2 separate regions of the Sus scrofa genome follow, and region 2 is linked to region 1. Evidence: chromatin contacts called from public HiChIP or PLAC-seq data. All regions are on one chromosome and are shown on one strand. Each heading gives the region's core, a stretch centred on a gene start, on an enhancer-like site or on the middle of the called end of the contact. The rest is flanking DNA. Distances are from core to core; before and after follow the strand shown. Region 1 holds the start of ZNF135 (zinc finger protein 135). Region 2 holds the start of ZNF446 (zinc finger protein 446).

Region 1 (4,436 bases), core at 682-3,181:
GCTGGCAGCCAGGGGGGACAAGGGGCACAGCCTGGGTTGCACAGATGATTCCCAGATGACGACGCTTTCTGTTACTGTGACGGAGGGCCAGACTGCGCTGGGGACTCACGAACTGGTTCCCTCTCCCACAAAAGCAGGGTGGTGACCCAGCACAGAGCTTAAGGGAATAAGAACGTGCAAAAGGCTGAAACTGGAGTTCAGCAGGCAGCAGGATGCACAGGGAGGGGGGTGCTGCTGGGAGGGGAGCCTCCAGCTTCAGTGATCAACTATTTAGCATGTAATACGTGCACGATCCTATTCCCAGTGATTTACAAGCTCCTCCGTGGCTGACTGCCCAGACAGAGACACAGGCCAAAGGCAGGGCCTGTTTGCCTTCTCTGTGCCGCCCTGGGATCACCCTGCTGGCGCACCCGACTCTGCCCCATCCTGCTCGTGCCCTGCTGTCGTCATTGCAGTTTCCTGGATGGGAGTTATGTTGTTCAGTGATGTTTTATGGGCTTATCATCATCTCCCTGACTCGCCTGTGGCGTCCGGGGCGGAGACAATGTTGAAAGTACTGGGATATGAGATGGGGCCTGGCACCCCGGATATCTAAACACCTGCTTATTGAATTAATGAAGGTGCCAAGATGGTGCCTGGCATGCAGTTGGTGCTCAGTAAGATTTTAATATAATGAGTCTGTTTCTGTTTCCTGTGTCCCAGGCGGCTAGGGTCAAAATCTGGTGCTTGGGGTCTTCCTCATCTTCATCCCTTAGGGACAGAAGCCTCTCAAGAAGGCGAAGCTTCAGAGATGACATCATGGTGGTGTCTCAGCACTCCCCACCCTCCAAACCCTAGACATCCCGCCCTAACAGGGGAGGGATGCAGGTCAGGTTGGCTCCAGGCTTTGTAGAGTCGGGCCAGCTACTCTTTCTCTGGGGCCCCTGAATCCTCATACCGCAATCCCTTAAGCCAAAGCCAGGACCCAACCCCTCCTCTCAGAGCCTGGGACCCCCACCTCCCAAACCAAGCCCCGCCCACTCGGCCCCGCCCACAACACCCCCCCCCCCCCCCGCAGCGACCCGCCCGGAGCCAAAGCAGTAAAGGGACTCGATACAGACGCGCGTGGCTGGATGCACACACGGGCCAGGACCTCAGAGAAGACCCTGCACCCACGCCGAGACCCTGCCTCGGCCTCCCCCGCCCCGGCCACCCCCAATCCCACTTACCCGTCGGACGGAGGACAAAGGCCGTGGCCGCCATGCACCCTCTGAGTAAAGGTGCCGAACTACACCTCCCAGAGGGCGGCGCGCGCGCTTCCGGTCGCCTCCCTGCTCGCCCCGACCCCGCCTGGAGGCTGAGGCTGAGGGACTTGGGTTCCGAGCTCCGCCTGGTCTCCCACCCCGGACCCTCCCATGCTGCCCTCCTAGGAATGGATTACGAAGTCCACGTCCACCGCGGGCCGGGACTCGGCCTGGGTCGGCGGGCGTCGAACTACATACCCCAGAGGGCGGCGCCTGTGCTTCCGCTCGCCCGCGCCCGGGGCCCAGGCTGCGGGAATCCGATTCCCAGCTGGGCCCAGCAGATCCCGCGGGCAGCTGCCTGGCGGCTCACCCCGGGCCTCCCTCGCCGCGCTCTTTCGTGCAGGGTCAGGGTGAAGGCCACGCCCACCGCGGCCCGGGACCGCGCCTGCGCGAGGTGGGGGCCGTGAACTACGTCTCCCAGAGGGCGGCGCGCGGCTTCCGTGCGCGTCTGTTCCCGCCTCTCGATTTTTGACAGGTCAGGAGTTCGAGTCCTGATGCCTGTTCTTATGTCACCTTCGTAAACATTCCCTCCCTGTCGCTTCGTGTGGAGACTTGTGTTTGCCATCCCGGGCCTCTTCCAGCGAGTGACTTGCTAGGGGACTGAGAGGGGTCATGGAGGGTCAGGAGTGAAAAGGAGCAATGCCTGGATGAAATGTATTGTAAGAGACCCCTTTGTCCTTCCCACCTCTTGCTCCACCCCTGGGACCCGGGGGCAGCAGAAATGTGGAGGTGTGCAGCTGCGAATCCAGTGACCTCCACCGGTGTGTTATTTCTTTAAAAATAACCCAAAGCCAGCCTTTCAGGAGGTTAGGCTCTGAGATGGCTGCGTGGCGGGTACCTCGGTGTTCACTGCAACACTTTCTGTAGTTTTCTAGGCTCAAAATATGTCATAGAAGAAGCAAAAATGTTGCCTTGGAAGATGGTTTGGGAGTCCCTTAAAAAGTTAAACATAGAGTTTCTGTCCTGGCTCAATGGTTAATGAATCTGACTAGCATCCATGAGGACACAGGTTTGATCCCTGGACTTGTTCAGTGGGTTAAGGATCCAGCATTGCCATGAGTTGTGGTGTAGGTCGCAGATGTGGCTCAGATCCTGTGTTGCTGTCGCTGTGGCATAGGCTGGCAGCTGTAGCTCCGATTTGACCCCTTTGACTCCTAGCCTGGGAACCTCCGTATGCCACGGGTGTGGCCCTAAAAAGCAAAACAAAACAAAAACCCCAAAACGAAACCTCTTCTGGTTTTTGTAGGTTGGCTCAGAGTTGAGGTGCTCCTTGAGTGCTCAGCCATGCCATTTACAACTATGCTTGAGCTTTCGCTTTCTGCTTCCATGGAGCCTGCAGATCAACTAGAGATGAACGCTTAGGAACGTCTCCTGTTTCCCACCATGTGTGTAGCCCTTGGAATATGCATGGCCTACCACATACTGGACCACAGTGTTCCACTGAATGGATGGATCCTGTCAAACCCTTTTCCCATATGTGCCTCTTTCCACATGCACCAATCCAAATGCTGTAGGTGCAGCCCTCAAAAGACACACACACAAAAAAAGATAAAAAAATAGTTTAGACACGTCACTAAAACAAACAATTATAACCCACAATAAACAACATAGCAAGTCTTGAAGTGGAGGGATAATCTGGTCTCCAGGGTTGACACATTGAGTCACCAAATATTCAAAATATCCCGTTTCCAGCGACAATTTAAGAGGCATCTAGAGGCATAAGAAAATATGATTTATTCACGGGAAAAAAAGAAACGACCAGAAACGGTCCCTGAGGAAGCTCAAACATTGGACTTAACTAGTCAGAAGCTTTAAATCAACTTCTTAAATATACCCAAAGAGCTAAAAAAAACCCAGGAGAATGATGTTCTCAACAAATAGAGGAACCGAATAAAGAGGTGTCAGTTGTAAAATGAACCAAACAAAATTCTGGAACAGAAAAGTACGATAGCTGGCCTGAAAAACTTGTTAGAGGGGTTCAATAACAGATTTAATCAGGCAGAAGATAGTATTGTAAACTTGAAGATAGAGCAATTCAAATGATACAGTCCAAGGAGCAGAGAGGAACAAAGCAGGGAAAGAAATGAACAGAGCTCAAGGGACCTGTGGAACCCATAAAAGACACTACCAGACACAATGGGAATCTTTGAAGAAGAGGGCAGAATGAGGGGTAAAAATATTTGAAAAAATAATGACGGAAAACTTCCTAATATAGATGAAATACAGGAATCCTCACCTGCAGGCTGCACGAGTGCCCCAAGGGCCAGAGGCAAATGCTCTTAGGCCCCTCTGCCCTGGGACAGGGAGTTCCCAAGGCCGCTTTTCCTGCCTTGCATGCACAATGCTCCAGGGACCCAGGAACCCAGTGCCTTCCAGCTTTTACAAGCTAGGCTTGCACTTCTGCAAAGCCGAGTGTGTTGCCGGCGTCCCCAGCAGTGTGCAGAAATGGGAACCCTTTTTTCTGTAAACTGCAAGTCTTTCCTGAGCAAGGGCCTGGACACGCTCTAATGGAAGCACCTGTGCGGGGCCCTGAGGGATTGACCTGCTCCAGATGCTACGGTGGGCACCCTGGGAACAATGACCACGTGCACGATGGATAAAAGGCCCACTGATGACCCCGTGGACCTGAGGCACTGGCCAGAGGAGGGTGCACTCCTGGATTTTGCTCCTGGTGTGCCCTCTGCCTGGCATTCCCCTCCCAGGAACTCCCTGACACCCCTCCCCTAGGCTGCCCTGTCCCAGGGCGCCTCCTGGGTCTCATCGTCCACGTGTGCTTGGGGGGCCTCCCGGCATCCTGTTCTGCCTTGGTGTTGACAGGACTAGGAAAGAGAGAGCTCTGCTCCAGGCGCCGGCCCTAGAGGATGGAAGCTCGCTGCCGGGGTCACAGGGGGAAGAGAGCAGAGGACAAAGTCTGAAGTCGCTTTGGGGAACGGGGAGCCTAGAGAGAGGGCGGGGTCGGAGCTGCTCTCCGCAGAGCTCTCCTGGACACCCACTGTGTGGCCGCTGCAGGCCCTGGTGTCCAGCTGCACAACAGCCTGAGTCTGGGACCCGGTCTGCACCCTTTGGACCCACTGCAGAGGGGAGGGACTAACGACCCCGGGGTTCCCTGGGGGCCCCGAGTAGGGGGCAGCATCTTCTGCAGGGAGAGCGGAC
Region 2 (4,473 bases), core at 1,314-3,813, 300 kb before region 1:
CTGCGCCCCCACTCTCACCGGTCTCCTGCCCATAGCCAGCAGGCTCCTCCTTCACACTGCAGCTGGGATGGGCACCCCCCTCCATCTGCGCATCGTTGGACCCCTCCCCAGAGGCTGCCCTGAGGGGCTCCACTGGCTCTGAAGGGTGGGAGCTCCTCACAGATTTCTCTGTCTTCTGTGCTGCTGGAAGCACTGCCCGCTTCAGGACGTGCGCTGTAATCTGAGGAGAGAGGCAAGTTACCGGGGAGCCAGTCTCACTCTGTCCCTGCAAGAAACCCACACTTCCACACTCACCCAGCTGAGCAGCTGCCCAGGGTCATGCTGCAGGCCCTCGACCAGAACAGCAGCCTCCTCTGGGCTGCCTGGCCTCTGGCCCCGCACCCAGGCCTGGATCTCAGGGGGCAGAGCGCCCAGGAACTGCTCCAGCACCAGCAGCTCCAGCATCTGCTCCTTGGAGTGAGCCTCTGGCTGCAGCCACTGGTGGCACAGCTCCCGCAGCCGGGCCAGGGCCTCGTGGGGACCGGCTGCCTCCTGGTAGCAGAAGCCCCGGAAGCGCTGGCGTGCTGCCTCGGGCTCCTCCAGGGTGGCCTCGGAGTCCAGAGAGGGGAGGCTCGGGGGACCCAGTGGGGATGGCATTGTGCTGCGAGTCTTCCTGGAGCCACCAAGAGGGACTTGCAGGATAGGAGGGGTCAGGGTGACAGCCTCAAGCCCACAGGCAGGGTAAGTCACCTGTGTGCACACAGGCCCAGCCCAGGGGACTGAGGCTGCGACAGAGAGGACCCTGGTGTGGGGATGCTTGAGGCTGAGTTGGGGAAAGCTTCAAGGAGGAAGGAGTCACAGAGCGGAAGGAAGCCTTGTGAACCAAGGCTTGGAGGCAAGTTGTTGACAGAGCTTCCAGAAAACTGCAGGGAACTGCTGGGAGATGATGCTGGAGAGGAAGGCAAAGGGAGTCATCAGAGGCTGCCAGGGACAGGCTGAGGAGCCCCGGAAAGCCATCGCGGCGGAGAGAGGGGGTAATTAGGGCTGTAGTAGGGCACGATCCGGGGTGAGGACTGGGGCCAGGCCGCCTGTCCTCACCGTCTCCGGGAGACGTTGACTCAAGTGGGGCACCCTGAAGGGCTGGTCTGCGCTTGGTCGAGGCAGGGGCTGATGTGGACCCCGAGATACAGAGCTCGCTGACCACGGAGAGCAGTGCTTCACTCACAACGTCTGGACCGAGCGTGTGAAAAGCCGGAGCAAAGCAAAGAGGAGCTACGAGTTGTGTGAAGCGGTCAGCAAATAATTGTGTCTCAGGCTCGCAGAGACTCCGGGGTGAAACACGCCCAGCGCGGGATCGGGGGGCTGGCTCACAGGCTGGACCAAACCTGACGCCTGGAGTTCGCCTTCCAAAGAGGAGGTTTTCCCGCAGGAGGGACGTGGACCGGCCCGGGAAAAGGCTTGGAAGCTGGAGGCCCAGGGCACATTGGGAGGTAGTGAGAGGCCACGCCCACCCAGCCAGGCCTGCGCCCACCTCCGCCACCCGAGGCCACTGGGAGCCAGCGTCCCCGCCCGCCCCTTGGGCAGAGCCGCCTTGGCCAATCATGCATCTGCTCCGAAGGCGCCGCCCCCTCCCCTCGGACTACTTTTCCCATGAGCCTCAGCAAGGACAGGCGCGGCCTCCGCCAGCAGATGCTCCTTTTCGGAGGCATCTCACGATTGAGAGGTGCCCCATCCCTTCGAGAGGAATGTGAAGAGTGGCAGGGTTTTGAGGGGGGCTCCCTACCCTCCCCAGCAGCTACTTTCCCTTAGTACCCGCGCACTAGCACTCACCGACGGCCGAGAGGGATGGTACCGTCTGATCCTGCGCATGTGCACGACAGGCCCGGCGCCTATTGGCAAGCGAGGCGATGGGTGGGGAAGTAGCGTGACCTGTCGGCCAATCAGAGCTGGCGCTCGCCCCAGGCTCCTCCCCAAGCGTCCTTCTTGAGGCTTCTTTCCAGTCGCCCGGCCGTCACCTTGGTAACCCCTGGAGCACCGCGGCTGGCCTCCAGCTGCTTCCAAGGCAACGTCCAGAGCGCTGCCCTGCTCTCTGCGGGGGCCGGAAGTGGCTGCCTGTGGGGTGTAGTTCCTCCGAACCTCCTCTCCAGATGGTCCCAGGAGGGGGCCGGAACCTGCCGGGAAGGCTGGCCTAACCCACGGGGTTTCTCCGCCATCCTCGGGAATTTCTACAGCGAGGATGGCGCTGGGGACCTTCATTCGACCACCGCTGAGCGCCCTGTGGACATGCGGGGACTGCAGGAAGAACACCCATCTACTGACGAAGAAACTGTCCATGATTTACACCTTCATAGCCTCACACGTGGCTTCAGCTGGATCAGTACTGCAAAGCGAGGGGTGGTTTTTGTCCAGAATTATGGGACATGTTTTACATACTTTCCGGACCAGAACCAGTCAGGGTGACTTTTGTTTGTTTGTTCTTGGGGCCTCACCCGCAGCATATAGCAGTTCCCAGGCCAGGAACCAAAGCTATGGCTGCTAGCCTAGTCACAGCCACAGCAACGGAGTTTCTGAGCTGCGTCTTCCACCTACACCACAGCTCACCAAAGCTTTCCAGATCCTTAACCCACTGAGCAAGGCCAGGGATTGAAACCGTGTCCTCATGAATACTAGTCGGACTCATTTCTGCTGTGCCACAATGGGAATAAACATAAAAACCTTGGTTTTTAGATAGGAAAAGCGCAATTAATCAGGCCCAGCTTGACCGGTGGGGAAGAGCTGAGGATGGCAACCAGGCTGTAGGAGCTTTTGTCCAAGATGCAGAAAAGGTTGCATGAAACTCTGTGTCCTCACTTGATGTTCCACAGACTCCTTTGTTCCTGAATCCCGTGACCTTCCCACAAGAGCCCTCCATCTGCTCTGTGGGGTTGTCTGCATTTCACAGGGGTGCAGCCTGAGGCTGAAGTGACCTGTTCACGGCTCCCTCATGGAGGCCAGCCTGGGGGAGGGTGAGGCCGGGACCCAAGAGAGCAGAGAGGATGGGCCCATAAGGGGCGGATAGTGGCTCAGAGGCCCTGCACTTGAGTCTTGCAGTGCCTGCTCCTGAATTACTCCTCTCCTTACCCCGTGTCTCCCCTCCTTGCAAAAACCTGTGAAGCTTCGGGGACCAAACCCTGCTGGCAGGTGGGGAGTCATACACATCACGTCTCTGCTTAGGTGGTGGCAAATGGCTGTGAGAGCTGGACATGAAGGGACTGAAGCACCCACTGGGCTGGGGTTAACCTTTTGGGTCCTGCATATGGCTTCTGCCTCACAATCAGGGCCTGGGTCACCTCCTATTACAGCTGCTCTTGGGGCAGGCCCTGGGTGGGCCACACACAGGATGCCTCTCCACCCTGTGTCCTCCCAAAGGGACCAGGGTTACAGCCAAATCCCTCCAGCTGTGATGACACGCCTGCACTGTGCTAGGATTAAACCAGTTTCAGGCTGCTACTATTCACATTTTTTAAACTTTTTTTTTTTTTAACCACGCCTCTGGCACGTGGAAGTTCCCAGGCCAGAGCACAAATCTGCGCCTCGGCAGCAACTTGAGCCACAGCAGTGACAACACTGGACCCTTAACCCACTGTGCTACCAGGGAACTCTTATTTGCATGTTTTTGAAAAGAAACCTTTATTAGGGAGCCTCTCTGGACTCTTGTCTTGTTAAAACTTTCTGAACCATAACCTGGAGGCGGAGGCTGTGGACCTACGCAGTGCTGTGCAAAAGTTTACAATGTTTATCGACTCTGAGATTAACGTCTCCCAGTCTTTCCCTCCCAGTAAAAAGACCATTAAGTCCCCTGGGGATGAAGCCCAAGGTCGAGGCCACAGGACACCAACTGGGCACCACCCCACCTGTCTGACTCATTGTCCCCACCGCGTGGGGAATGTCACTCTGGGGAGTCACCCTGGGAGGGCACCACACAGAGCCTTAGGTAATGGCAAGTCCTCCTTCCAATGCGGGAGGAACAACAGGAAGGCACATGGCCACTCGACCACACAGAACCATGCTGCCCCATCCTGTCCCCTCTGACCTGTTGTTAAGCTCACCCCTCAATAGTGTAGGGGGACGGAAAGTCTCCTGTAATGCTGACTTTGGCAGCAATGGGACACAGCCGATGCTGAGACCTGGACCACAATCTGAGTGAACAAGCACAGCTGGGGAACCATCACGCTCAGTCTTTGTCCTCCCCTCCCACCCGAGGACCTTCCGCCTCCAGCTCCTTGGGGTCTGCCAACTGCAGGGGACACGCAGGCTTCACCTGGCCCTCACAGCTGGCAGGCTAAGTATGTGGGGAAGGTGGTGAGCTTCCCGGATGCTGGGCCAGCGGCTCTGATGTGTGCAGCTCCCAGCCCCTCTGTGCCTCAGTTTCCTCAGCCCCTTCACAAGAGCTGTCAGGAGAAACCCTGCCGCACTCAGCACTGGGACTGGCAGTTGACACCTACTGGCCCTCAC

Evidence for each region. HiChIP or PLAC-seq counts read pairs in DNA pulled down with a chosen protein or histone mark.
Region 2: a contact with region 1 is called in an H3K27ac HiChIP or PLAC-seq map of skeletal muscle, with 4 times the contacts expected there. The contact joins the promoter of ZNF446 here to the promoter of ZNF135 in region 1. A contact is called at or near these places in 1 of 5 promoter capture datasets (liver), 1 of 47 Hi-C or Micro-C datasets (embryonic fibroblasts) and 1 of 2 datasets of contacts at active chromatin or transcription factors (skeletal muscle).

The regions. Positions count from the first base shown.
Region 1 is chr6:62,751,529-62,755,964 of Sscrofa11.1, reverse strand. ZNF135 (zinc finger protein 135) reads right to left here and starts at 1,931. Exons shown (of 3, transcript XM_021097361.1): 1 at 1,482-1,931. The coding sequence starts at 1,848.
Region 2 is chr6:63,048,431-63,052,903 of Sscrofa11.1, reverse strand. It overlaps ZNF446 (zinc finger protein 446), which reads right to left and starts at 2,563. Exons shown (of 4, transcript XM_021097395.1): 1 at 1,810-2,563; 2 at 19-220. The coding sequence starts at 2,313. It overlaps LOC110261334 (zinc finger protein 324A-like), which reads right to left. Exons shown (of 4, transcript XM_021097374.1): 4 at 3,631-4,473.